Linked DNA regions of Rattus norvegicus: regions 1, 2 and 4 are each linked to region 3. The links are chromatin contacts, called in public Hi-C maps. All regions are on one chromosome and are shown on one strand. The core of a region is the stretch at or near the end of the contact, and the rest is flanking DNA. Distances in the headings are between cores, read along the strand shown.

Region 1 (6,430 bases), core at 2,941-5,440, 70 kb before region 3:
TACCACTGGAAGCCAGGCCTCTGGACAACACAGTTGTTTTTCCTATACTACCCTTGCCTGTCTGTCATCTAGGGGTTGTCATGTCTTAGAGAAAAAGCAGAAACCACAGCCAGTATGAGCAACTCCTGCCTAGGCCAGCACCTCACAGCAGGTCATTCAGCCCACATCTGTAAGCAAGTGCACCCCAAATCAGCAGCAGAGGGGACTGAAAACCACTTACTGCGTCTTCATCAGTTTGGCCCCCCTCAGTCAACCGCAACCATCACATGATACATGCACCCCTTGTTAGAGGGTGGAGAAACACTGAGTTAGGAACTAAGAAAAGAGTCTACCCTCCACCCTCACATAGTCACCTAAGGAGGCAAGACTGGTAAAACTGTTTAAAATAATAAGAAAAATGTAGACAGCCACTGTGTACCAGGCCTTTTGCACTTTTGCACCGACTACTCCTCTGGTTCTTGCATCTATCTCTGCAGAGTAGGTGCAATTGATTCCCATGTTCCAGGTGAGAAAACTGAGGCTTAGGGAATTATGTAATGTGTGCAATGTCACAACGCTGGTAGGAGAGTTAAAGATTTCAACTCTGCCTATTACCACAGTTAAAGTTCTTTCCCTGACTCCCTTTTCCCAACTTTAAAAATGAGATTCTGGAGTCAACTTGGTAGACTAAAGACTCTTGCCACCGAGTCTGAGTCCCAAGGGCCACATGGTGGAAGAGAGGAACCGATTGCCTTAAGTTAGAATCTGTCTTTATTTACTTCTTTCCTGAGAGCTTATTTTTCTTTTCTTTTTTTTTTTTTTTTTTTTTTTTTTTTTTTTTTTTTTTTTTTTATTTAAGGAGATGTATGAGCCAGTTGCCTAGGAGCCAGGGCACTGTTCTGCTGTCACCAGAGGACCTGACCCAGGGGCTCAGAGCACCAGGGGTTAAAGCAGAGAGGCAGTGATTCTGTAGGGCAGCACGAAAGGAAAATGCACTTCCTGCCCTTGTGGTAGAGATGCTGTTTTGTGCTCAGTAAATTAGGACGTTTGTTTAATTAAGAGAACACACAGACTTTCTTATTCTAAATATTTTTGGAACATGATGCTTGGAGGAAGCTGTCAAGGCAAGGATTTTTTTTTCCCTCCTGGCTTTAGCTCCTTCCCCCACCAAGAGAAGGAAAACAACAGCTAAAGCCCTCCTCTCCTTTTGAAATAAAGATGTCAAGCTGGTAGGGGCTGTCTTAAGCACTTTACTGAAGGATTAGTGAGAAGAGGAAGTGAGGGAAACTCCAGCCAACCCCATTTCTAGCAATTCCCTACCAGGCTAGGGACAATGTTGCATTTCTTAGTGTGCTTCTCCTCTTCTTTAAAGAGCTAAGAGATCCTTGTTTTGTTTTTTTTCTAGAGCAAAACCAGGCAAAAGGCAGGCTGTGATTAACTTGCACCCTTCCTTCCACAAAAGAGAAGTTGCCTCGTCTCCAAACTCTTTGGTTAAAAAGTTCAAAATTGATAGAAAACAAGAAAACCAGGACCCTGTCCTTTCTCTCCTCTCCCCTTGCCTGCCCTTCAGACCAGAAGCCCCACTAAGCTCCACTGAGAGTTCCTACCTCTCAGCTTCCCTTCCCCACCCAGGGCTAGCAAAAGCCTCCCCAACACAACTTGCCAGTGCTAGTTAGAGGGGAACCTGGTTCTGCCCACCTCCCCCGCCAAGACCTGCTGAGTGTAGGAGCTAAGATCTGGAGGTGTCACCCACACAGCAAGCACAGTGGCTCTCAAACTACACTAAGCAATCCCTCGATGCTTTTATTTTAACTGCTCCCCAATTATCCACTAAATGACTCCCCACTTTCCTTCACCACGTGCTTGCCTCAGTTTGTCAAGCCTGAAAATGTCTTTCTTCCTCATGGTGGTTGCCCTGCCTCCCCTGGACAGCAGTGGCCCCCTGAGCCTAGGAATTCCTTGAGTCCTTTGTCTGTGGCTTGTTTGGGACACACCACAAGCTGTCTTTGTGTCTTAGTCTACCACTCTGCTCTTTAATGCCTTCAGATTTCCCCAGGACACAAGTCCCTTCAGGAGGACAGCAGGCTCTCACAGGGTAATCCTATGCCTCACAGCACCTTTCTGGGGCTCCCGACGTCTCCACTTCAGTCACCTACTGGTTTTGTCTCAGCACTCCCCTGAGTGCCTCTGAGCAGGGGCGGCCAGGTCTTACTCAATTCTCACCCACCCCACCCCACCCCCACACACAGCACCTGGCCAAGTCCCTGGCAGAAGCAGGTTAAATATTTGCTCAATTACACATCTATAGGCCCTTCCCCCACCCCCACCCATAACAACCTTGTATATTAATTGACTGATATTGAGTGATTGTCTAAACGGGCCTTCAAGCAGTTTAGCTCTTTAACAGAAAGGGAGGTAGGCCTCCAGGTGAAGTTATCAGCCTGGACTCTAGACAGTGGAGTCAAAAATGGCTACAATGTTTCTGTGAACAAGTTACCTTTTTATTTATTTTTTTATTTTTTATGCTCTTTCAAAAAGCTTTATTTTCACTTGGTCCAAGGCTTGGGAGGGGCTCCGGGGCGGGTTACAGACTTGCCTAGTGGCTTGAGAGTTCCAGGTGGGGTTCCTGAGGCAGGCTGGCATACAGCAGAGGAGGAAGTCCCTTGGGGGGCAGAGACCTCCTAGTCCTGCTTGAGAGTGAGCCACTCTTAGAGATACTTGCCCAGAGATGGCTGAGACACGCCAGTTTGCGTTGGCTAAAAATATGGAACTCAATGCATTTGCATGTCATCCTTAAGCAGGGGCCAAGCTAATCTGTATCGTTTCAATTTTAATATAGGTGCGGCCATAGGGAACACACAAGTTACTTTGAAAGCTTGCTAATCCAGAAAACCGCTCCGAGAACTGAGAAACCAGTGGACCTCTCCACAGCCCAGCAGAGGCAGCCTCCCGGTCTCTAAGACCTGGAACTTCCCAGGAACCTTTTCCCTAACACCGCTGGGTGGGGCCTCAGGCACCCGCCCGGGCCCACTCAGCCCTCAGTTTCACTACAGCCCGCAAGCAAGTCCTAGAGGGTACTGACTCCGTTGCCTGGGAGAGATGGGGACCGGGAGGAGCTGGGTGCAGTTCCTGCCCTAGGCGTGGCTCCAGAACTGGATGGGGTGAAGACCCCAGCGCAAGGAAGTGGGGGATGTCTTCAAAACTCCGCCTCTAACCAAACATAAAAGAAGCGGCTGTCGGGCCTGGACTTAAAGTCAGGGCCAGCTCCCAGAGACTGGCCCGGGCGTGGCGTCCCAAGGTGCGGTGGAATCAGGTGCACGCCTGCCTGGGCGGCGGGACAGCTGCAGGCAGACCCAGGCCTTTCGACCTCGGGCAATAGAAATCCAAGGTTGAATGAGGTCAGACGGGGGGGGTCTTTCCGGCGCCCTGAGCCCCGCGGCAGCTGGGTCCCCTTTTCCCACGCACCCAGAGTACCTCTCTCCGCCCCCTCCCGGCCCGAGGGCTGACGGACAAATGAGGAAGTCCGCAGCGGACGGCGGAAACACAGCCAGGCGCAATGTCTGCAGCAGGACCGACCGATCCTGACTCAGGAGGACGCCCTGACAGCTGCCAAGCGGTCTCCGCCTGCCCGTTACCTCCCTTTGCCAAACTTACAAAGGAGCCGCTGCCCGGAGCCCACGACCTCATCTGGCGAGCTCAGCCCAGGGCTCAGAGACTGCAGCGTCCCCGAAGGGGTTAAAAAGTTTGCCCGAGCCGGCCGTCAGGGAGGAGGGAACACAGTGGCGACAGGAGCAGGCCGAGCTCCCAGTGCCCGGACTGGGAAGGCGTCCGGCAGGGACGGGGACTGTGTCCCCCTGGCTCCCTAACCCCGAGGCCTCGCTGCCTATCACCCCTCGGATGAGGATGCGAAGTCGAGTCGCACCCGACCGCGCCGAAACCAGCCACGCGGAGGCGGAGAACCACAGGGCCGCCGACCCCAAACGCCTAGAGTCTGGTCGCCGCGCGCGCGCGCTCGGCAGCTCCGGGGCGGGACATACCGGCAGAGCTCGCTCACCTGAACCTGGATCTGCCCGGGAAACAGGCGCTGGTTCTTCCGAGTGGACTTTCTCGAGCGCTCGGGCGGCGCGGTGGGGTGGGGCGAACGCGAGACTGGAGCTACAGCAGATCAGGTTCTTGAGCCTTCCGTGCCCTGCCCAGGAACCGCGGTGATCTGCGCGCCTCACCGCACCCAGCTCTGGTGCTCGCCGCCCGCCCTGCCCCGCCCTTCCAGAGGAGGGCAGGTCTACAGCCCGCCGCCGGCTCGGGGGTGGAGCTTCCAGGCGCCCGCCTCTTCCCACATTGCCCAATCCAATAGGGGTCTGGCCTAAACTGACAGGTTTTCGGCCTATAAATAGACAAGGAAAGGAAGTAGAGGGCTGGGATTCATCTGTCCCCACCTCCGCCCACCCCACCTTCCACCCGCGCTTCCTAGGCGGGAGCCACGCCTTGTGGGGCGGACCCAACGGACAGCCAGGTTACAGGACCAGGATTGACGCGGACTATATCCAATCAAGAGCTGGCGGCTCCGGCGCGCTTGGCTCCAGGTCCCGGCTCCGGTCGCAGCTTGGGTCGCGCCAGGGCCGGAGGGAGCGTGCTGGGAAGGTCTGAGACTCTGACACTCCGCCCCGCGAACCGTGTTTTCCCTTCGTCCTGTCCTAACAGGAGAACAGATATTAAGTACCATATATGGGAAAAGTGGTATTTTACATAATTATGATGACTGTGGGGGCGGGCATGGCTTCAACCCTGCATTCCGTGTGGGCGTCCTGAGTTCGATTTTGGAGCCGGCTCGGGGCTGTCCTCCAGCCTCTGAACCTTTGCTCTGGCGGGTCCCTCTGCCTGGAATGCTGTCTAAGCCACACTTAGAGTAATTAACTCGCACACATCTCAGATGTTTGTCACTAAATTATTTTAAGGGTAGATTTCATTTGTTTTATTTTAGTTACCATGAGAAGTTTTCTTTTTTCATTTAAAAAAATGTACTTTGCCTTTAATCCATCAGGAGTCTGTCCACGCATTATTTTCTGCCCTAATTGTCCGTTTCTGAGTTGTGTCCATTGATCTGTGTGGTCGATCCTGCAGCACGTCAAGTCAATGCAAATTTCTCGTCATTGCTCTTAACTGCTGGAATGTTCTTGCTAATACAGTCAAAATGAGCCTTCCCAAATGAACTTCAGGGAAAACTTCATTCTAAAGTCACAAGACAGATAAAGAAAGAAAGAGATTTTGCAGCCCAGATGACCAAGGATCGCTATCCACATTACATTAAAGACTGCTTCCCGGTTGATAAGAAAAATCCAACTGCAAAAAAAAAAAAAAAAAGAGGCTGAAAAATCCTGTGGTTGTGGGTGGTACACCAGAACTCAAGAGGCTGAGGGAGGAGGAGGAGTTCAAGACTAGCCTGAACTACACAGACACGCAGTTCAAAGGTGTGAAATATATAAAGCCAATAATTACTTTTAAAACTAATCATCAAGAGACTGGAGATGTAATTCAGCAATAGAACACGTATCCACCATGTGCCAAGCTCAGGCTCTATCAGCACCAACACACACACAATTTACTAAAGAAAGGACAGACTTTCACAGGAGGTTAAAAGAGAAGCACCCCATTTGTTATCACAGAAGATGAATGTGAAAACTATGAGTGAACCCAGCATGGCAGCTCATACCTGTAAACCCAGAGTCATTGCAAGTTTGGGGATCTGTCATAGCAGGACCTAGTCTCAAAAGCCCACAAAATAAAATACTATTATATATATATAATATATATTATATATATATATATCCCACAAAATAAAATACTATTATACACACACACACACACACACACACACACACGTATATATGTCATAGCAACACACACAGACCCTTTGGTGGTTGCTAACGTTAAAATGCCAACATTATCAGCAATGGATAAGAGATGACCCCATCAATTGCTTACAGGAATATGTGCTTCTACACTTTGGGAAAGCACATAAGCCAGGAATGGTGGCACACACTTGTAATTTCAGCACTGCAGAGGGTAGAAGCAGGAGGATCAGGATGTCAACCTTACTCTTGGCTACATAGTGGGTTTATGGCCAATCTAGGCTACATGAATCCTGGTCTCAAAAAAGAAAGAGAAAGCAGACCTGTCCTTGGCTTTATTTACTAAAGTTTGATATACACCTCAAGAGTCAGCAGTTCCACTCTTAAGCATGTATGCAACCAAAGAGGACTAGCTAGATCCATCAAAGGATGTTCAGAAGTGTTCACAAGGGTTGGGGATTTAGCTCAGTGGTAGAGCACTTGCCTAGGAAGTGCAAGGCCCTGGGTTCGGTCCCCAGCTCCAAAAAAAAAAAAAAAAAAAAAAAAACCCAAAGCCGCAGAAATGTTCACAGACGTTTAAAACAATCAAAAGGGAACAGTGA
Region 2 (5,629 bases), core at 1,660-4,159, 91 kb before region 3:
ATTTTCAGAGGTGGAGCCCAGTGGATGAGGATCATGTCCCAGGCCACTCTTTGATATCCCTGTGCCTCCTCACTACCATGAGGCAAGCAGCTTCCCTCCACCTCCTCCTACCCCAGATGCTCCACTTCAAGAGCAGAAGGGCAGAAGGAACCCTCCACCTGCAAGTCAAATCAATCTTCCCTTCCTTAAAGGATTTCTACCAGGTGAGTGCCACAAGGACCCACAGCTGAGTGAGACACACTGAAGCCCAGTGTGATTAATCACAAGTATGTGAACGAGAGAGAGCACATCCACCCTCCCTCTCCTCACATCTATTAGTTTTAAGGTCAATGAAATTGTCAAGCCCCAATCCCACCATTAATGACATTGGTTCTATAAAACTGCTCTAACCACCTTCAAAGCCACGAGTTTCACTTCTTCACTGGTTCAATCAACAAAACATATTTGAAGACCTACACATAAAGAAGTCACGGCAAAGGTGGAAGTTCCTGGGTTTTACAATGCAGAGAGACACAGGACAGATCGCACACACACAGCTCCGAGGCATCCCTGTGGACAAAGGAGGGCAGACAGGGCAGACAGAAAAAAGGCAGTTTTCTTCATTTTGGTCAGTGTCCCCCAAACTCAAGTGTCCACTAGACAGATATGACGACTGAGGAGGGAGTGCTTGTCATGCCTCAGCCCCAGATCCCATGCATGCTGCTTTCTTTCTTTCCCTATGCACAGGAAAAGTTGCTTAATTCCACATATGCCTATAATCCTAGAGGGCTCAGAGGTCTGAAGCCAGCCCAGTTGACGGTTACACAAGACCCAATGTCAAAAGAAAGTAAAATTCTGGGGCTAACATGATTCTAGGATGCAATAACTAGATCCAATTCTAGTATGGATGTCACTGTCACCAAGATAGGACTGTCCTTTACAAGAGGCAGCACTTTAAGAAATTCACCTAATTATCTGTGGTCCTGGGACCAGGGGATGAATATGCCAGAGGGCTTGTCCTGTGCTCAAAGCCTCAGGTTCAATCCCAGAAAATAAATAAATAAATTTTAAGACACACAGAGGCAGTGTACAGGACTTCCAACACAGCAGCTCAGTGATTCATATACAAAGTCCAGCAGCATCTAACGGTCCAGGTAAGCAACAGAGATTGGGAGGCAACAGGGGAGGGAGAGCAAGGGTTGCTCCAGCTTAGTGCCAGCTCATCCTATCTGGAGACTTCCAAGCAAATACTATTTACTTAGTAACACTGTGTGTCAGTCAGGATTAGTCTCGGGAGCCCATGGCTTCCTCCCTGGGTACTCAGATCCCAGATGAGCACTTCCCTTCTCCACCCGCCAATTCATCTAAGCACCTTCGGGTGACCTACCTCCACCTGGAGGAGCACCCTGCCTGAGCTCTCCACCTCCCATGGCCTTCCCTGGGTCTCTGTCCCTCTGGCTACCCAAGTCAGTCACTGTGGACTTGTCCCCAGTGGATGAACAAGGCCTCCATCCCCGGTGCCCTGTGCATTCACACTTCTCCTTAGCCTGGCTCCCAGCTCAGGACTCCCCAGCTCACATTACTACTGACACGCTCTCCTGTTTTATTGACATTGCTGGGTAGGTTCAGCAGATTCGGTAGCTCCACTCCCTACTCAGAACAAGCCTGCTGATCAGCCTGTGAAAGCTGCCCTGCCTCTCCCTCTCCCTCTCCACTGTGCTCCCCAGCTCTTCATGCCAGCTCCATGTGCATGGCCCATCTGACCAGGATGCCAAGAGACTGTGCCCTCTGCATCAGAGGCCCTCAGGTCTCATCCAGCAGGAAGATAACCTGTTTGATGGGCCCTCCCTCTGAACCCTGGGTTCATTTCCACCACACTGACCAACCGGCCAAACTGTAATTACCTAGTTTCATTTGAGGGCAGGAATTGGGTCTCAGTCTTCTCAGTTCCAATGTTTAGCACAATGGATGGCCCAGGGCAGGCACTCAGCTAAAGTTCTAAGTGAATGAGTGAGCGAGTGAATGAATGAATTAACAAACAAATGAACAGAATTGGCTAGAAAGTCACCTAAGCTTTGCCAAGGGTCAGAGTACAGGAAGAGAGGAAGGAGAAATACAGAATCAAGGAGTGAAGAACATGACAAGCTCATTTCCAGGAAAACTATGTCATTCTAGGACTGAGTGTCACACACTCAAAATTGCAAAATTGAGGCCTCGATCTACCAAGAAACAATGGGGTGCAGATAATTTAATCATCCCCAAAAGAACGTTCTGGCACCCCAACATACCAAGACAAAGTTGGACCTACAAGACCAATATACCAGAAAGGATGTTGACAAGCAGGGCCTGTGCCGCGTCCTTGAGTGACATAAGGATCTGCGGAGGGCTAAGTCTTCACCTGTCACACAAGGGCTGCAGCCGTCAGTCTTGGCCATGAGCTTGGAGCCAAGTCTTAGAACTTGGAAACAATCAGTGGGGGCACCTGTTCAAACCCCAAGATAAATGCTTGGAGTACACCAAACACATGGAATGGGTACAGCCTGGAGGCCAAAAAGACCAGGGCTTGAATTCTACAATTTTCTGTCCTCTGCTTCTTGTGACACTTCACTTCAGAATGGGAGGGGATGTGACAGCTGCTAAAGAGCTGCGGTTCACGCTGCCACCGAGATTTAATGTTTCACATTTCTACTTTGCCCTGCTCTGGAAATGACTCCTCATCCTCCCTAGGAAGGGTCCCTGTGACTATGCAGGTTCTGGTCCCCTCGGAGGAAGTGCACACCACCACAGCCTCCTGCAGAGCTCTGATGCAGGCAGAAGGAAGCCTGCCCAAGTCACCCGATTAGGCTTGGCACTCAGGAAGATCCTGTGGGGGAAAAGGACTGCTCCAAGCTGATCTGGGAAATGGTGACAGGATGTGCGCATGAACTGTGCACAAGGGCTGTGCCAGAAGAGCTAGACCTGAACCTGGCCTGGCACTGACCACTGTTTGTGACCTCACCCTGGGCCTCAGCTTTCACACTTGCAAGATGTCTACTGGGGCTGTTGAACCTGAGAGCACACAAAGAGCCTGGTACAGACACCTGGGATAATGGCTGTTCACATAGGGACCACTCCACCTCAAAGCCAGCTTCTCTGTAGCCCCTGTAAGGCAGCCACGGACCTCAGGTTGTGAGGGGTGGAGATAGAAGCAGGCAGAGCACCAGGAGCCACGCACCCACCCCTCAGGAATGTTGTTTGCTTACAGAAGAAGCTAGGACCTGTTTGTATTAGCAGTTCTCCAACCCCGGCCCAGGCTGATGCTTGGCAGATAAGGAAAACAGAGAAAGGCCCAGAGGAATTCAGCCCAAAGCCTGCCTGGCTGCCTTCTTTCTAAAACCCACATGTGGCCTGTGGTCATTTTCACAATGCCCTATGCCCAGCAAAGGACACCGACACATTTTAAAATGTACACGGTAAATACAAGTGTAGATTCCCTCCTATGCAGTAAACGTGGGGGTGAATTTACAAGGGGCTGTAGGCATCACCCACGCCTAAGCAGGATCTTATCAGCCATTTAGGAATGTGGGCTTTATTCTGGGGACAGTGAGGGAGGGGGAAATGACATCATCAGCTCTGAATTTGAGAGTTCACCCTACATACTTCACTGAGGGGGTGGGTAGCCACATATGGGAAGTCCTGGACCAGTGCAGTCAGAGTAGGGAACTCAGAGGGGATTCAGCTCCCAGGACAAAGTAGAAGACTCAGGAATCAGCTCTCAGTGTAGACAGGGTAGCGGACACAGGGGATCCAGTTCCCAGTTTAGGAAGGCATAGGAGTTAAGGGGGATCCAGGCAGGCAGGGGTCGGGGTTAGAACTAGGAGAACAAGATAAAAGCCTCCAGATTTTACCTTCTGACCCCCATCCCAACTCCCTGGAGTCCTACAGTTACAGCCTCCCAGATGACAAGTGGCCAGCCCCAGGGCTCTACGTATGTTTGCTGAGTGTCAGGGACCCTATGTAGCACATGTCACAAGAACTACAGGACAGACATGAGTCTCCTCCATGCAAATCACTTCTAAATGATGAATGAATAAGTCAGTCTGAGCAGAAAGTGATCTGAGCCACTCCCAACAGTGCAACGTCTACCCTGAGGACAAACTGCCCACACAGGCCACTGGAGCCCAGCCCTGCACCCAAGGCCTTTGACAATCTTTCCACAGAGCCTTTACCAACGTCAGCTCCCCAGACTGTCTTTTCTCATATCATCCCCAGACCAGTGTTTCCTGCTGACTGAGTCTTCCATGCCCTAGGCACAGCCCTCACCCAGCAGCCCATTCCTAATGCCTTGGTATAAATTATCCCTACCACCACCACCACCACCACCACCACCACCACCACCACCACCACCACCACGACCCAAGCTCAGTTCTGCCCTAGAACCTCTGCTACTCTGCTTAGTTTCCAAAGTACAGAACTGTTTCCTCTGCCCCTCTTTACAATCCAGGGTCCCCAGGCCAGTGCTGCGGGAAGGACCTGAACTTTTGAAAACACTTTGTCTTCTGGGGTCCAAGCACCTAGGACCTTGGTACTTAAGTCTCCAGGACAAAGGAATAGAGGAAGGGAGATAAGGAAAAGGACAGAAGAGAGAAAGAGGGAGAAGGGGCAGGGAAAAGCAGATGGAGGTGGGGCCTTCAACAACAGGTTAGGCAGTTTTGGCCCAGAGCTAAGGCCAGGCAGGTAGCAGGCGGGGCTGGAGTTGCAGATAAGTCATTTACACTGGCCTCTGGCTTAAATTTTAATTGGTTCAATATTTGCACAGTGAGATCACGCAGCAGCCTCACCTGCATGTAATGAGCTTTCACTCAGCCATCCAGGAGCTGCAGGGAAGCAAGTTATTCCAGGAAGAGATTCCCCAACCAGCTCTGGGCTGTGGGTCCCCTCCCCCTCCCTCAGGTTTGATAGGTTGGAAGAATACTTCTGGGTTCCCTTCTCCCTGTGGAGCTGTTCTCACGTGTACACTAGTGGTGTGCTCTCAGACAGCTTCTCCCAGTTTGCTGGCAGCTGCCCATACATGCACAGGGCAACTTGGAGCCTTCCAACAGTGAGGTTCCTTCCTTCCCTTTAGTTCTGCTGAGAGAGGGTTTTTCTCCCCTCAAGCACACGAGCATGGTTTGCTGAAAAATAACCACACTCGAACATTTTAATTATACGGCACTATCTCTGGGAAAGCGCAGAGTCTCTGATCCACGTCACACCGCTGAGCAGCGCAACCCAGGGCCGCAACCCAGAGCCGGAAACAAGGCCTGGGCCTGGTGGTGGCTCAGGCTCCGGCCTTCATCACCCGCCCTTCAGAAGGCAGAGGCAAGCAGACCTGTGAATTTGGCCTAACCAGGTCTCCATGGCAAGTTCCATGACAAGGTCCTGCCTATAAATAAGTAAATGACAAAGGTCACTGTATCTCAAACCCACCAGATCTTCAGCATCATATTTTCTCTTCTGACAGTTAGCTTTTTAACATTTTTTTTGTCTTTTAGATTTGGGGGTGGTGCTTATACACCAGGCAAATTACCAGAGCCAAATCTCCAGCCCCTGAAAGAGATAATTTTTTAAGCTGAATTATAGAGCCACTTCCCCAAATAATCTCATTCTTCTACGCCTGTAGGGCGAGGTA
Region 3 (6,206 bases), core at 2,562-5,061:
AAAACACCTGAATATCCCACAAGAGAGCCAAGGTCAGCAATGTGACCCCGGGCTGACTGATTCCCTCTGAGAAGGACAGACACACCGAGGGGTGGGGTGGCTGCTGGCGGGAAGAACCACCGCTCTGGGCTGAGGAAAGGCCGTTGGGTGGTAGCCGGTTAGTGGGTTAGTGACGTTAGGGATGAGGAGAGCCGTGGTGTCAGTGTCAGAAGGTTGGATATAAATCCTCTTTTGGCCCTTCCTAGCTGCGTTCTCTGGGGTTATTACAACCTCAAGGCCTGGTTATCTATCTCCAGGTCTTTGGCATAAAGGTTAACTGGTCATAGGACCAGTCTCCTGGCTTGTGCGAGCAATTTGCCACATGGAGAGCATTAGAATGACCTGGGCCCTTGGGCTGAATCCCTTTATTGTTAAACTATGTAACACGAGCCAGATGTGGAGCTCTGTTTCCTCCTAGTTCATCAGGTGAAGAAGCCCTGTCCCCTATACTTTATTCTTTTTTTTTTTTTTTTTTTCTTTTCTATTTTTCGGAGCTGGGGACCGAACCCAGGGCCTTGTGCTTGCTAGGCAAGTGCTCTACCACTGAGCTAAATCCCCAACCCCCCTATACTTTAGTACTTTAGAACTGAACTCATAGACAGGTCCTTTGTAGAAGCAACTATATTAAAATGTGGCTATTAAGATGGCCCTAACCTGTTTCTCACCCATGTCCTCATAAGAAGAAATCTGGCCTGGTAGGCAGGCATGTGGCACTCACTTATAATCCCAGCACTTGAGGCAGAGGCAGGAGGATCATCAATGACAGGCCAGGCCTGGGCTTAAATGACACCTGTCTCAAAAAGCCAAAAGAAGGTACTGGAGTTCTCTTAGAGGTTAAGAGTGGCTCACCATCATGAGGGGACCAGAGTTCTGGTCTCAGCATCTATGTCCTAAGCTGGGTGTCCAACACAGGCCTGCAACCAACCCCAGCTTTGGTGAGTCAGAGTCAGGGAGATCAGTCACTAGGGATGACTTCTAGGCCAGCCCAGAAAATGGAAGCCTCAGATTCCGAGTAAATACAGAATGATAGAGAAAGATAACTGATGTCTTCTTCTGGACACACACACACAACACACACACACACACAGAGAGAGAGAGAGAAAGAGAGAGAGAGAGAGAGAGAGAGAGAGAGAGAATAAACAAATCTAGAAAGAAAAAAGAAAGAAAGAAAATCAAGCATTCTCATGCATGCCATTAATTCTAATACTTGGGAAGTTGAGGCAGATGAATGTCTGTGAGTTCAAGACCTGCAGCAAAGCAAGTTCTAGGATGGCCACAAAGTCAGACCCTGTTTAAAACAAATACAGGGGCAGGAGAGATGGCTCAGCTGTTAAGAGCACTGACTGCTCTTCCAGAGGTCCTGAGTTCAATTCCCAGCAACCACATGGTGGTTCACAACCATCTGTAAAGAGATCTGATGGCCTCCTCTGGTGTGTCTGAAGACAGCAACAGTGTGCTCATATACATTAAATAAATAAATCTTTTTTTTAAGTCAAACTAATTGAAAACAAAACAAAACAAAAAAACCCACAAAAAGGAAAAAAAATTCCCATTTTAAAAAAACCAGGGGGTTGGGGATTTAGCTCAGCGGTAGAGTGATTGCCTAGCAAGCGCAAGGCCCTGGGTTCGGTCCCCAGTTCCGAAAAAAAGAAAAAAAAAAAGAAAAAAGAAAAAAAGAAAAAACCAGGAAGCAGTAGAGGTGTACCTATGCACGGGTGTGTGTGTGTGTGTGTGTGTGTGTGTGTGTGTGTGTGTGTGTGTGTGTGTGTGTGTGTGTGTGTGTGTGTATGGGGTACACATGAAGACATAGCAAGAAAGTGTCCACATACAGGCCAAGGACATAGACCTCAGAAACAATCTGTTCTGCTCCTGAAATGGAGAAAACACTGTGCCCTCAATCAGCTCAGGTTGACTGACAATCAATCAGGAGGAAGGGTTCAGCTCCTTTCAGAGACAGACCACTGATGGGAGGGAGGGTGGCAAGCTAGGAGCCAGGCAACAGGACTTTGAGGTGCCATCAGCCTGCCTTCTTGGGTAGGAGAACCCCATTCAGTTCCCATTCCTCCTGGGAGCATGGTATCTTTCCTCTCTCTCTCTCTCTCTCTCTCTCTCTCTCTCTCTCTCTCCTCTTTCTTATTTTGATTTTTTTTCAAGACAGGGTTTCTCTGTGGAACCCTGGCTGTCCTGGAACTTTGTAGGACACCTGGCCTCAAATTCAGAGGTCCCCTGCCTCTCTCTGCCTTCCATGTCCTGGGATTAAAGGGGATACACCACCAGTGTCCCGTCTTTTCTAGTATTAGTATGTTTTCTAATTTGCAGCAGGAAGCCCAGGGAGTCACTCACATAGCACACCATCTCCCTACATGTAGGAAGTAGGAACAGAAGCTGTGAGCTCAGATGGGCATGGTAAGACTCATAGGGACGTGTGAGAACCAAGAGACCCATAGAAGGCTGAGGAAGGCAGTGGGCCAGAGGAGACAGCCATTTACCAGTGCTTACCCAGTAGGTTGGCTGCAGGTAGGGCCCTGACCTACCCTCTAGCCGCTCCTGTTGGGTGTCAACAGAGGGCAATGAGAACTGGTGAGGAGGCGGGGCAAAATGAGGACTCAGTGAATTCCACTAAGCATTCTCCAGGGGTGAGGTCATCTCTGGCTCCCTGGGGCTGCTGGAGTCCAGGGCAGGAGGGGATCAGGGAAGGAGGACTCAAAGCACAATGGAAGACCAGTAGCAAGGTCTAGGCATGGAGCAGGTTAGAGCAGGAGGAGCCAGGGCAGAGAAAGTTTACCTTTCTGTCTATCATCTATCTATCTATCTATCTATCTATCTATCTATCTATCTATCTATCTATCATCTACCTACCTACCCATCTACCTATCATCTATTTATCTACCTATCTATGTATCTTATTTTTCTCTATTTTATTTTTATTATTATTATTATTTTTTTGGAGCTGGGGACCGAACCCAGGGCCTCGCGCTTGCTAGGCAAGCGCTCTACCACTGAGCTAAATCCCCAACCCTCTATTTTATTTTTAATACCTAACACTTCTTAAGCTCTTGTTGTGTGACTGAGCATTGAAACCTGCTATGCCCCCTAATCCTACCCAGATCCTCAACCAGCACCGTTGTGAGCCCCAATTTACAGGGACGGATTTGGGCCACAGCATGGTGAGAACCTTGCCCCACAGGGAAAGCAATATATAAACTGGCAATAATAGCCCCTATGTGGTGTTGGGTCATTGTGAGCACTTGGTAATACTGGCCATATCGCTCGGAGGGTGCAAGCCATCATCAGCATTTTCCTGATGCAAGACGTGTCCTTGAACAGTAGACTGGCCGATCTAAGGTCATGTGCAAGTAGCAGATACGATGGAAGAATCTGGGCAGGACCTGATGCTTCTTGCACTGTGGAGTGACCTTCCTTGGAATAACCATAGCCTAGACTTCCTGTGTAGCCACACTTCGGCCTTGGGCTTCTGGGACTGGGGTTCAGGATTAGGCTAGTAGCCAGTGCTCTGGGCACTGGTGAGGAACCACAGTAGAATGCCTGGAAGCCTTGCTTGCTGCCTGGCATCCTGTCCAGGGAGGACATGGCCCTGACATTGTTTTCTGGACCCTGCCTGCTGAGGGCCCACAGGTCAGGAATTTCCGCAGCCTGGCCAAAACAGCCTTCACTTTCTGGGAAAGCTGTCCCGTGGTAGCCACGGTAGGGGGTTGAATAGGCCTTGCTCCCCTGGCCAGGCACAGACTTCTGGTAAGAGCAACTATGGAGACATTGCCAACATCCTCTGAACAGTCCAGGTTCTGGGCCTGAAGGCCACCTCCATGGAGACACAGTGACTTCCACACTCGCCTCTCCTACAGCCAAGGGAGAGAGCATTGTTTTACAGCTGGCAGGAGTCACAGCGCTGGGATTCAGTCCCAGTCTATCCTTCCCCACCCACTCAGGAGGGATGGCACCTGAAAGTCACCTGCAGCCTCCTCTGGGGTCTTTGGAGGGCAAGCTTCTAGTTAGCACAGCCAGTCTCCTTGCAGTACTGAACACTAGAAGAAACTCACTTCCTGGGAACGTGACTCAATGGTAGAGCATGTGCTGAGTGTGTGTGTGTGTGTGTGAGGCCCTGGATCCCATTTACAGACATGCAGTAAAAGGAATCTGTTTGTGACCTCCCCAATGTCACCCCAAATGCCTCTGCTAAATGCCAAGGCTCCTGGTGGCCGGCCTTCCCTGTGGAATGCAGTCTTAGCATTTACTGCAGTCCCTCTGTGCTCAATCTCCTGTGACAGGGAGGCTCCCGCTTGCCTGGGGGTGGTTAGTTGAGGGATGTAGGTTAAGGTGCTTCCCTCTCTGCTTCCGGCCCCCAGGCCCAGCCTCAGACCGCAGCCCACCATGGCTTAGTGTGCCTGTGGTCCTTTGTCTCTCTCAGGCTTCCCACCTGGTGATGAAAGGCCTTCATTAACATCAAGCATGGTGGTAATACTTGTAATTCTAGCACTTAGGAGGCTGAGGCAGGAGGATCGTCTTGAGTTCGAGGCTAGTTTGGCCTGCTCTGTCCGATCACATCAATAAGTAAAGAGACTTGTCTTTCTCCACATTGCAGCTGGGTTGCCCACCCCGGATCCATAACCCTGAGGCCCCATGGGGGATCTGAGGCCACTGTGGGACTGCCACATCCCTGGTGAGGTCAGCAGCCAGAGTTAGGTAGATCACCCAGTGCATGCTGTGCTCACAGCAGTGACTCATGACCCATAATCATGGGCAGAGGCTGCTAACCTGGGACAGCTGTGTCTCTAGTCCTGGGCTCACCTTGCCTGTGGAAGCACCTTTTAAGGAGAACTTAGTTCCTGCCGTCTGCCAGGCTCTCCACATCTATCTAGGAGTCATACTCCCACCTGGGTTTGAGTCTGGCAACGTCAGTCAGTTTTTCGATGTGATCTTGGGCAGGCCCATTTCTCTGAACCTCGGGCTCCTTTGCTTATATAGGGAAATGATCCTGGCCTCATCAGAGTGGAATTAAATGAGGTAATGTATGTAAAAGTGCTTGGTGAACGGTACCTTTTAAGGGGTGGCAGTGGGCAGAGTCTTGAGTTTTGGCCACGCCCCCTTCCTTACAGAGTATCTCAAGTTACTCAACTCAGCTGGGTTAGTCTTCGGTAAAACAGGCCCACACTCCTCCTCGGCTCGTGACATAAAAGCCACACATTTTGTATAGTGATGGGGTGGGGGGGTGAGGGGATAGGGGGTGGGGAGGTGGGGAGGTTGGGGGGGGCTGCCTGGGGATGTAGCTCAGTTGGTAAAATCCTTGCTTATCATGTGGTGGTACATACCTGTAACCCCAAAACTTCAGAGGGGGAGGAGATGAGCAGTTCAAGGTCATCCTTAGCAAGTCGAAGCTAGCTGGGGGTACATGAGATTGTCTCAAAACAGCAGGAGGGCACATAAGACAAATGCCTGGACACTGGTGGCTTGGCCATGCTCTCTAACCTCTGACTCTAATGTACTCCTTGGAGGCTACTATGAATGAAGCCACTGGCCACGCCCAGTACCCAGGAGGGGCTCTGACCAAAGGGAGTCCTTCATTCACCTTGCTTGTGGTCTCTCTGCAGAACAGTCACTAGGCCAGTTTTCTCCCAGCCTTGAGGTCTTTTGGACCTCCACCCTCTGCCCTGCTCTGCTTCAGCATTGGCAGTCTTTTTGTTTGTCCTCAGGTGGATCCCTCTCTCTCGGTGAGTTGTAATGGAGCAGTGCATGTCATTGTGAGGAAATGTACACACCAAAGGACACTGTGAACTCAGTTCAGAGGGCGTGAGAACCCTCTGTCAAGCACTCAGGACTTGCTGAAAACAGGCATCAAGTGACAGTGGTCCCTTAGCCCTGGGAGGGCAATAGATAGGCTGGGCTTTCTTGATTGGGTAGCCTTGTGGCCTGTGTAGGTAAGGGAGCTGGAGAGGGAACAGGATGGGTGGAGGGTCCAGTCCCTAGGACGAGAACTTCCTGTGGGCATACATGGGAAGTAGTGCCACCCAGCCAGGAGGGGTCAGAAGCCAGCCCAGGAAGAAGGTCCCAAAAGGCTGAGGGGACCAATGGTCAGAATCCAGGTTCAAACACCACTTTTGGTTGAACCCAGCCTACATTCCTTGAACCCTTGTCTGCACTTTGGGAAACAG
Region 4 (5,678 bases), core at 2,293-4,792, 120 kb before region 3:
CAAAGAACTGAATGTCACCAGGAAGGAAGAAAGGTACAGAACAGCAAAGCAGGGCACAGCCAGCCACCTTGCCTCCAGCCTTCAAAGAGGCTGCTGGACTAAAAGTGCAGCTCACACACTGGGAGAGCCATGTCTGCTTAAAGGGACTCTGCTGAGGAGTGAGTGACAGTACTGTGGCGAGCACTCCACAAAGGCCACAGGCTGGTATGATGAGGGAGACACAGAACAGCAGCCACCATGGGGCTATCACTCAAGAGCCCCACTGACGGTTTTCAGTAGTCCCCTCTTGATCCAGGAGGGACCTCTCCTCTGAGCCCCAGGTCACATTTCTAGTCAGCAACTCCATGAGTCAGCTGTTCTTAATACTGCCCCAATGCCACACAAATGCTAACACAATAAAGCCCAGAGGGAGGTGCTGAAATCAGGAAGCAGCCTGTCTTCTATGAGGGCTGCCACCTCCCATAATGCCCTGTCTCTTGATTCTGCCAGTCATAAGGATACAAGTCTCAATGTTGGCCCCAACGATGTAGCCGTTGACATCAAAGTTGATACGAATGAATTTACCCTGAGGAGAGACAAATACAGAGGAGACAAATCGGAAAGAGAACAAGAGGCCTCACCCAGCCCTGCTCCTGTACCCAGAGGCTGAGGAAGACCAGAAGCTCTGTGTTTAAAAGCTGAGCCAACATACAGGACTCAGAGGCCCTGAGCTAATCAATGCCCAGCCTGGACTTGGCTCCTGGCTCTTATGGGCTGTTCTCCTTGCTATGTGACCTGACCCTGGGAGCCCACTGGTCACTGGTATGACAGGGCACAGACAACACTTCCTCACTGGCTTTTCCCATCTTCTGTGAAGGAGACTGTGGCCATTCTAAGAGGGGGAGGGCCACGCTGACAGAAACTTGAACAGCAACTGGAGGAGGGAACAAAACTCACGTCTTTGTTTGGGGTAAAAGCACCAGGTGGGAAGCCATGGTGCTAAGATACGTGCATGGTGCCCACCAGTTGGTACTCACAAATCGTGAAGAGTTGTCATTCTTCACCGTCTTGGCGTTTCCAAAGGCCTCTAGGATAGGGTTGGCCTGCAGCAGTTGGCGCTCCAGCTCCCCCTGCAGAGGAACCCAGAGTCTCATAAAGGCCAGGTAACAGTGTGGGCTAAGCCCAACACACCAGGAACACAGGCCTGCAGGGAGGGCTCTGGTAGCTGCCATTCTAGCCTCCTCCTTCCTGCTGGGCCTTTGCAAACAAGTTGATCAGAATTTGACCTGTGAGGAAATCAGGAAGCTACCAGCTCTGGGAAAAAGTGCTGAGAGTAAGGAGATTAAGACACAACCCAGTCTCCGAGACAGTCTCGCCCTATGCCCACTGGCCTTCTGCCCCTCCACATATCTAATCCCCACCATTTCCCCTCTGCATCAGGACAGGCATCAGGCCCACAAGACACAGGTTATCCCATCCAGACGGAGTCAGAGATACTGTCCCTACGGGTTCCATCCAAACCTTCCCTGACATCCAAATGAGGGACCGGTGAAGGCCACTTTGGAGTCCCACATGTTTATCAATAATTTTCACAAATCCTATCTGTGGAATCTTGGGGCTTGTTAGGGGCCAGGATAAACCCTTGTACATCTTGCTCCTGGACCAATGGTGCTTACATAGGCAGATAGCTGCCCTGTTTCTCAGACTCAGGAGCTGAGGTTGGGGAAGAAGGGACAATCTGTTCAAGATCCCTGAGCCACGAAGTCAGCCAACTCAAGTCTTCTACCTAACTACTGCCAATCACTTTAATACCCCTGTCCTGGCCACTGTCCACCAAATCAATTCTGCAAGCATCAATCAACAATGGCCAAAACTGGTCGTTGAGAACCCAGGACCCCATTCCTCGTGACCTCTAGTGGAGTGCCTGACTCTCACCAAGCAGAGTTCACATTTATCAGCAGGGCTGAACAGTGGCCAGGGCTTTATGGAAACAGCGGCCACCTGAGATGGATGAAAAGTAACACAGAAGTGGTGGCATTAGCTCTCCCAAGAGTCAACAACACACCTGTCCTCCAGCACACCTGCCTTCCAACACACCTGCCTTCCAACACACCTGCCACAGACACCGTGTGTCTACAGGGCACCAGCAAGGTTCTGGAGTCCACCAGAGTCCAGAAGTGAGCCAGATTAAGTCACCTCAGCCAGGGCTCCCCTCTTCTGCAGAAACTTCCACAGCCCAGTCAGGTAAGTGAAAAGGTCACTCTACTCCTGAGAAGAGGGCCACTGAGGCCAGGCCACAGGGCAAGGACAGCCATGCCCTCAGCCATGGCTCTGCAAGCACTGGGATCCCTCCTATCAAAGCAGAGGCCAGGCTGCCAGGATGGCTGGGCCACTCCTGCTCCCTCAGCAGTCTCTGCCTGCCTTAGAGGCAGAGCTCAGGCTTCTCCTGAACCCACTCACAGCTGCTACAGAAAGAAGAATCAGTGGGCCAAGTGGGAGCAGTTACAGAGCCTGTTCCCCGTTGCCAATGGTGATCGATTTACAGACAACTAATAGGTACAGAAGAAACTTTGTGAATGAACTTTGCACAATATGATATCTGCTGGTGTATGAGCCTAAGTTTGAAAATACTGGTCCAGTTTCTGAAAAACTTTCAGGGTAGGGGGTGTTTCAGCCAGGGGGCTCCAATTACTAAAAAAAAAAAAAAACCCTGAAGGAAACAGGATGGCTGCTCAGACAGCAGAAGTTCATTGTCCTCTTAAGGAAGCTCAGTTCTGAAAATCCACTGACCTAGCCAAGGCCACATAAAATGTCTGGTGGGCTTGGTCTGCAGGTGTCAGGGGTTAAGCCAGTCACTGCAGGTAAGAGTTCCCGCCCACAAACGTCAGACAGGCCTCGCACGTGTCAGGTATGGGAAATCACAGTACAGCTTCAGGCACGGTAAACAACTACACCAGTCAATGGCCTTTGCAGTGGCAGAGGCAGTCAGCCAACCACTCTAGCTGGAGGAGGACCCAGGCACAGAGTGCCCACCACAGGGTGCATCTTCACAGCTTTCTTCCCACCCTAAGACCCCAATCATTTGTATGCCTTCCCTCTAAAGTTGGAACCAGACATGAGGCACATGGGGCCCTTTTACTGCTCTCTAACTAGGGTCCTGTCTCTTGTCCTCCAGGGCAGAGACTCCAATAGCACCCTCCTAAAAACCAGTCACATACCAAGCATTCAACAAATAGCTGGGAAATAGATTTTACTCCAAATTCAGAGACAGAAAACCACAGCAAGAGACCTCCTAACCTCACAGCTCTGTTTTTAAAACAGGTCTCCTATAAAGAATGGAAAATGGGGTGGGGTGAGGTGGGGGATAGGGGGTGGGGAGAGAAAAGAAACTTTATTAGTTTCTAAATATAATTCCTAACACCCCACGGAAAAAGTCTCAGAAAGTCCTGAGAAGCTTGGCATGTAGAGAGTTGTTTCTGGTCTGGTTCCACAAGACGGCATACGGATGCCGTGCGGCTGCACCCGAGCTACGCATGCAGAGACACCCCACTCACTAGTGAACAGTGTGGAGAACGCCAGTATGGTGAAGCCAGTGAGGCCAGTCGAGCACCCCAGTAGCCTGGGGGTGACATCACCGGCACTTAGATTTCTCAGGGCAACCAAGGAAACCTGGAAACTCCAATCTGGGACCTCCTGGCATCTCTCCCAGCTTGTGCCAGGAGAGGAAGAGCCAGTCATCTGTGACTGGTATGCACCACTGAGCGTGTGGGACTCTGGGAAGGCAGGTGCACATCCCACCGTGCCGAGACCAGAACTGCACAGGGCCCAACTGGAATTCAGGCAGGTCTGGAGCTCTGAGAAAAGCCAGGTGATGAGGCTGACCCAGTCAAGAATTGCTGTGTGCGTCACGCCCAGCCCTCCTCCCGAGTCAATCAGTGAGCCGAGCCTCTAGGAAAAGTTCTAGCTGCGGAGAGTGACAAAGTGTGGGGTGAAAAGCTGCTCAGAAGAATGTATGGCGTCCAAGGGCACACGATGGCAGAACACGCATTCCTAGTGCAAACGTGCAGTAAAACGTGCATCTCACCTAGCCAGGGCACTGCTGAGTTCCACCAAAATCCACCAAGGGAGGAGGGAAAAAAGGAAGTAAGATGACTTTCCAACTGTGCTTCCTCAGTGAGAGGCTGTCCACCCAGAGCATTGGTTCACACAACAGAACAAGGGTAGGGGATCAAAGGCAGGTCAACCCAAATCCTTCTGGCCTCCATCAACTTGAGAGCCGTCTTGGGCTGGCCCTGTGTGCAGCAGTTAGCTGCCATGACAAGCATTCTGCTGTGCAAACCCTGGGATGGCTCCAGTTTCCATAGCAACTTGGAGAGTTCAGAGGCCAGGAAAGGAATGGACCTGCTACTATCCAGCCACTCCCATTACCTCTAAGCCACCAACCAGGGAAGTGGGTGAGCCTCTGCTTGATCCCAAGAGCATCCTCATTTTTAAAGATGAAGCCTCCCTCCTTCACAAGGTGCCAAGCACTCACCTGGTCCTTCTTGCTCTTGTGTGAGGAGGCCACATGTGCCAGGTACTGGATGACTTTCTTGGTGTTCTCTGTCTTGCCTGCTCCAGACTCACCCCTGCCAACAGAGTTAATGAGTCCTCACTGAGATGTGGCTTCGTCCTCATCCTCCGGCCCACTGGGGGACAGTGCTGCTGTCTACCACTCTGCCCTTCTGTGGGTCCCCGTGAGGGAGCCAACATGAAGAGAAAGGAACAGCAACCAAATGGGATGCTCTGGAACCTTCTCTCGGTTTGCTTCCACGGCCCTCGAGAGCCAGACAAAAGTCGATTCATGCCACTGCCTACCCTGGTCACTTGGCAACCTTCAGAGCCAATGTTTTAGACATCAGGGAGGCAGCTGGTGACCTGGGAGCCAAAGGCACTAATGTGTGTTCCCTTCAAACATTCCTGAGAGGTAGTTTCTGTTCCATGAACTCCCCGCCTCCTTATTAAGATGGAAAGTCGCCAGATCAGCAAACCGGGGCCGGAGGGCATGCTGGGGGTTCTGAAAAGCCCGCTGGTGGCTCTCACTGGAGCCTCAGGTGCTCCTCCGCTGTCACCCACCCACACTAGAGTACTTTCCAGGGCTGATGCTCAGCTCAGCTCACTGAGACAACTGGTACAGCCCTGAGTCCTGTCCCAGGGAGGGGAGGGGCCTGAACTGGGAATGAGCTTATCAACCTGCCTTTGACAGGATAAAAATAATCTTTCCCCAGGAATAAGAGCAGGGATGAGTTCAATCCCCAGCACCACAAATAAAATCATCAGAGCAATGGACACCACACACACACTCTCTCCCTCTCCCTCTCCCCCTCCCTCTCTCCCCTAACCCCTCCCTCTCTCAGAAACACTTACGTGCAAAGGATGGACTGATCTTCTCGGTCTGCAACAAAGAGGACATCAGGTTACCTTGGATAGGAAGAAGAAACCTCCCCCTTCCTATCTCAACGGAGAGTTGCCAAGATAGGGAACAAAGACTTAAATGCTTCTCTGAAAGGACTCTCCCAAGCCTCCAACCTGGGCTTATTGTGGACAGCCTCAGAGGAGGGACATTCACAATGGAGGAGCCCCAGGCAGCTGCCTGCGTCCAGCTCTGGCTGCACACCCCTGCCACCCACTCCAGCCCATGAATATCAGGGGAAAATGCC

The links. Hi-C and Micro-C count contacts between places; a contact is called where the count stands out from the background.
Region 1: a contact with region 3 is called in a Hi-C map of the A7r5 cell line, with 7 times the contacts expected there. The contact joins the promoter of Myh9 here to the enhancer-like site in region 3. A contact is called at or near these places in 8 of 12 Hi-C or Micro-C datasets (the A7r5 cell line, the Rat2 cell line, Schwann cells and 4 more) and 1 of 1 datasets of contacts at active chromatin or transcription factors (oligodendrocytes).
Region 2: a Hi-C map of liver shows a contact between it and region 3, with 3 times the contacts expected there. The contact joins two enhancer-like sites. A contact is called at or near these places in 2 of 12 Hi-C or Micro-C datasets (hepatocytes and liver) and 1 of 1 datasets of contacts at active chromatin or transcription factors (oligodendrocytes).
Region 4: a Hi-C map of liver shows a contact between it and region 3, with 4 times the contacts expected there. The contact joins two enhancer-like sites. A contact is called at or near these places in 11 of 12 Hi-C or Micro-C datasets (the A7r5 cell line, Schwann cells, frontal cortex and 6 more) and 1 of 1 datasets of contacts at active chromatin or transcription factors (oligodendrocytes).

Annotation. Positions count from the first base shown.
Region 1 is chr7:111,300,773-111,307,202 of GRCr8, forward strand. Myh9 (myosin, heavy chain 9) reads right to left here and starts at 4,191. Exons shown (of 41, transcript NM_001305877.2): 1 at 4,034-4,191. LOC120093913 (U6 spliceosomal RNA) reads right to left here and starts at 2,839; the gene lies at 2,738-2,839. It overlaps LOC102553569 (a long non-coding RNA gene), which reads left to right and starts at 5,841. Exons shown (of 4, transcript XR_010053879.1): 1 at 5,841-6,430.
Region 2 is chr7:111,281,007-111,286,635 of GRCr8, forward strand. All of the region lies in intron 1 of Myh9 (myosin, heavy chain 9), which reads right to left. Among named protein-coding and RNA genes, the nearest start is that of Myh9, 21 kb to the right of the region's middle. Within about 2 kb of position 2,910, at least 22 of the 93 cell types and tissues checked have an H3K27ac peak or open chromatin away from gene starts, as enhancers often do. A contact at or near this core is called in liver, where this site is marked.
Region 3 is chr7:111,370,795-111,377,000 of GRCr8, forward strand. All of the region lies in intron 1 of LOC102553868 (a long non-coding RNA gene), which reads left to right. Among named protein-coding and RNA genes, the nearest start is that of Txn2, 17 kb to the right of the region's middle. Within about 2 kb of position 3,812, at least 35 of the 93 cell types and tissues checked have an H3K27ac peak or open chromatin away from gene starts, as enhancers often do. A contact at or near this core is called in the A7r5 cell line, Schwann cells, kidney and 1 more, where this site is marked.
Region 4 is chr7:111,254,624-111,260,301 of GRCr8, forward strand. Myh9 (myosin, heavy chain 9) reads right to left here. Exons shown (of 41, transcript NM_001305877.2): 4 at 5,386-5,413; 5 at 4,514-4,607; 6 at 1,017-1,109; 7 at 502-565. Among named protein-coding and RNA genes, the nearest start is that of Apol2, 38 kb to the left of the region's middle. Within about 2 kb of position 3,543, at least 10 of the 93 cell types and tissues checked have an H3K27ac peak or open chromatin away from gene starts, as enhancers often do. A contact at or near this core is called in the A7r5 cell line, kidney and liver, where this site is marked.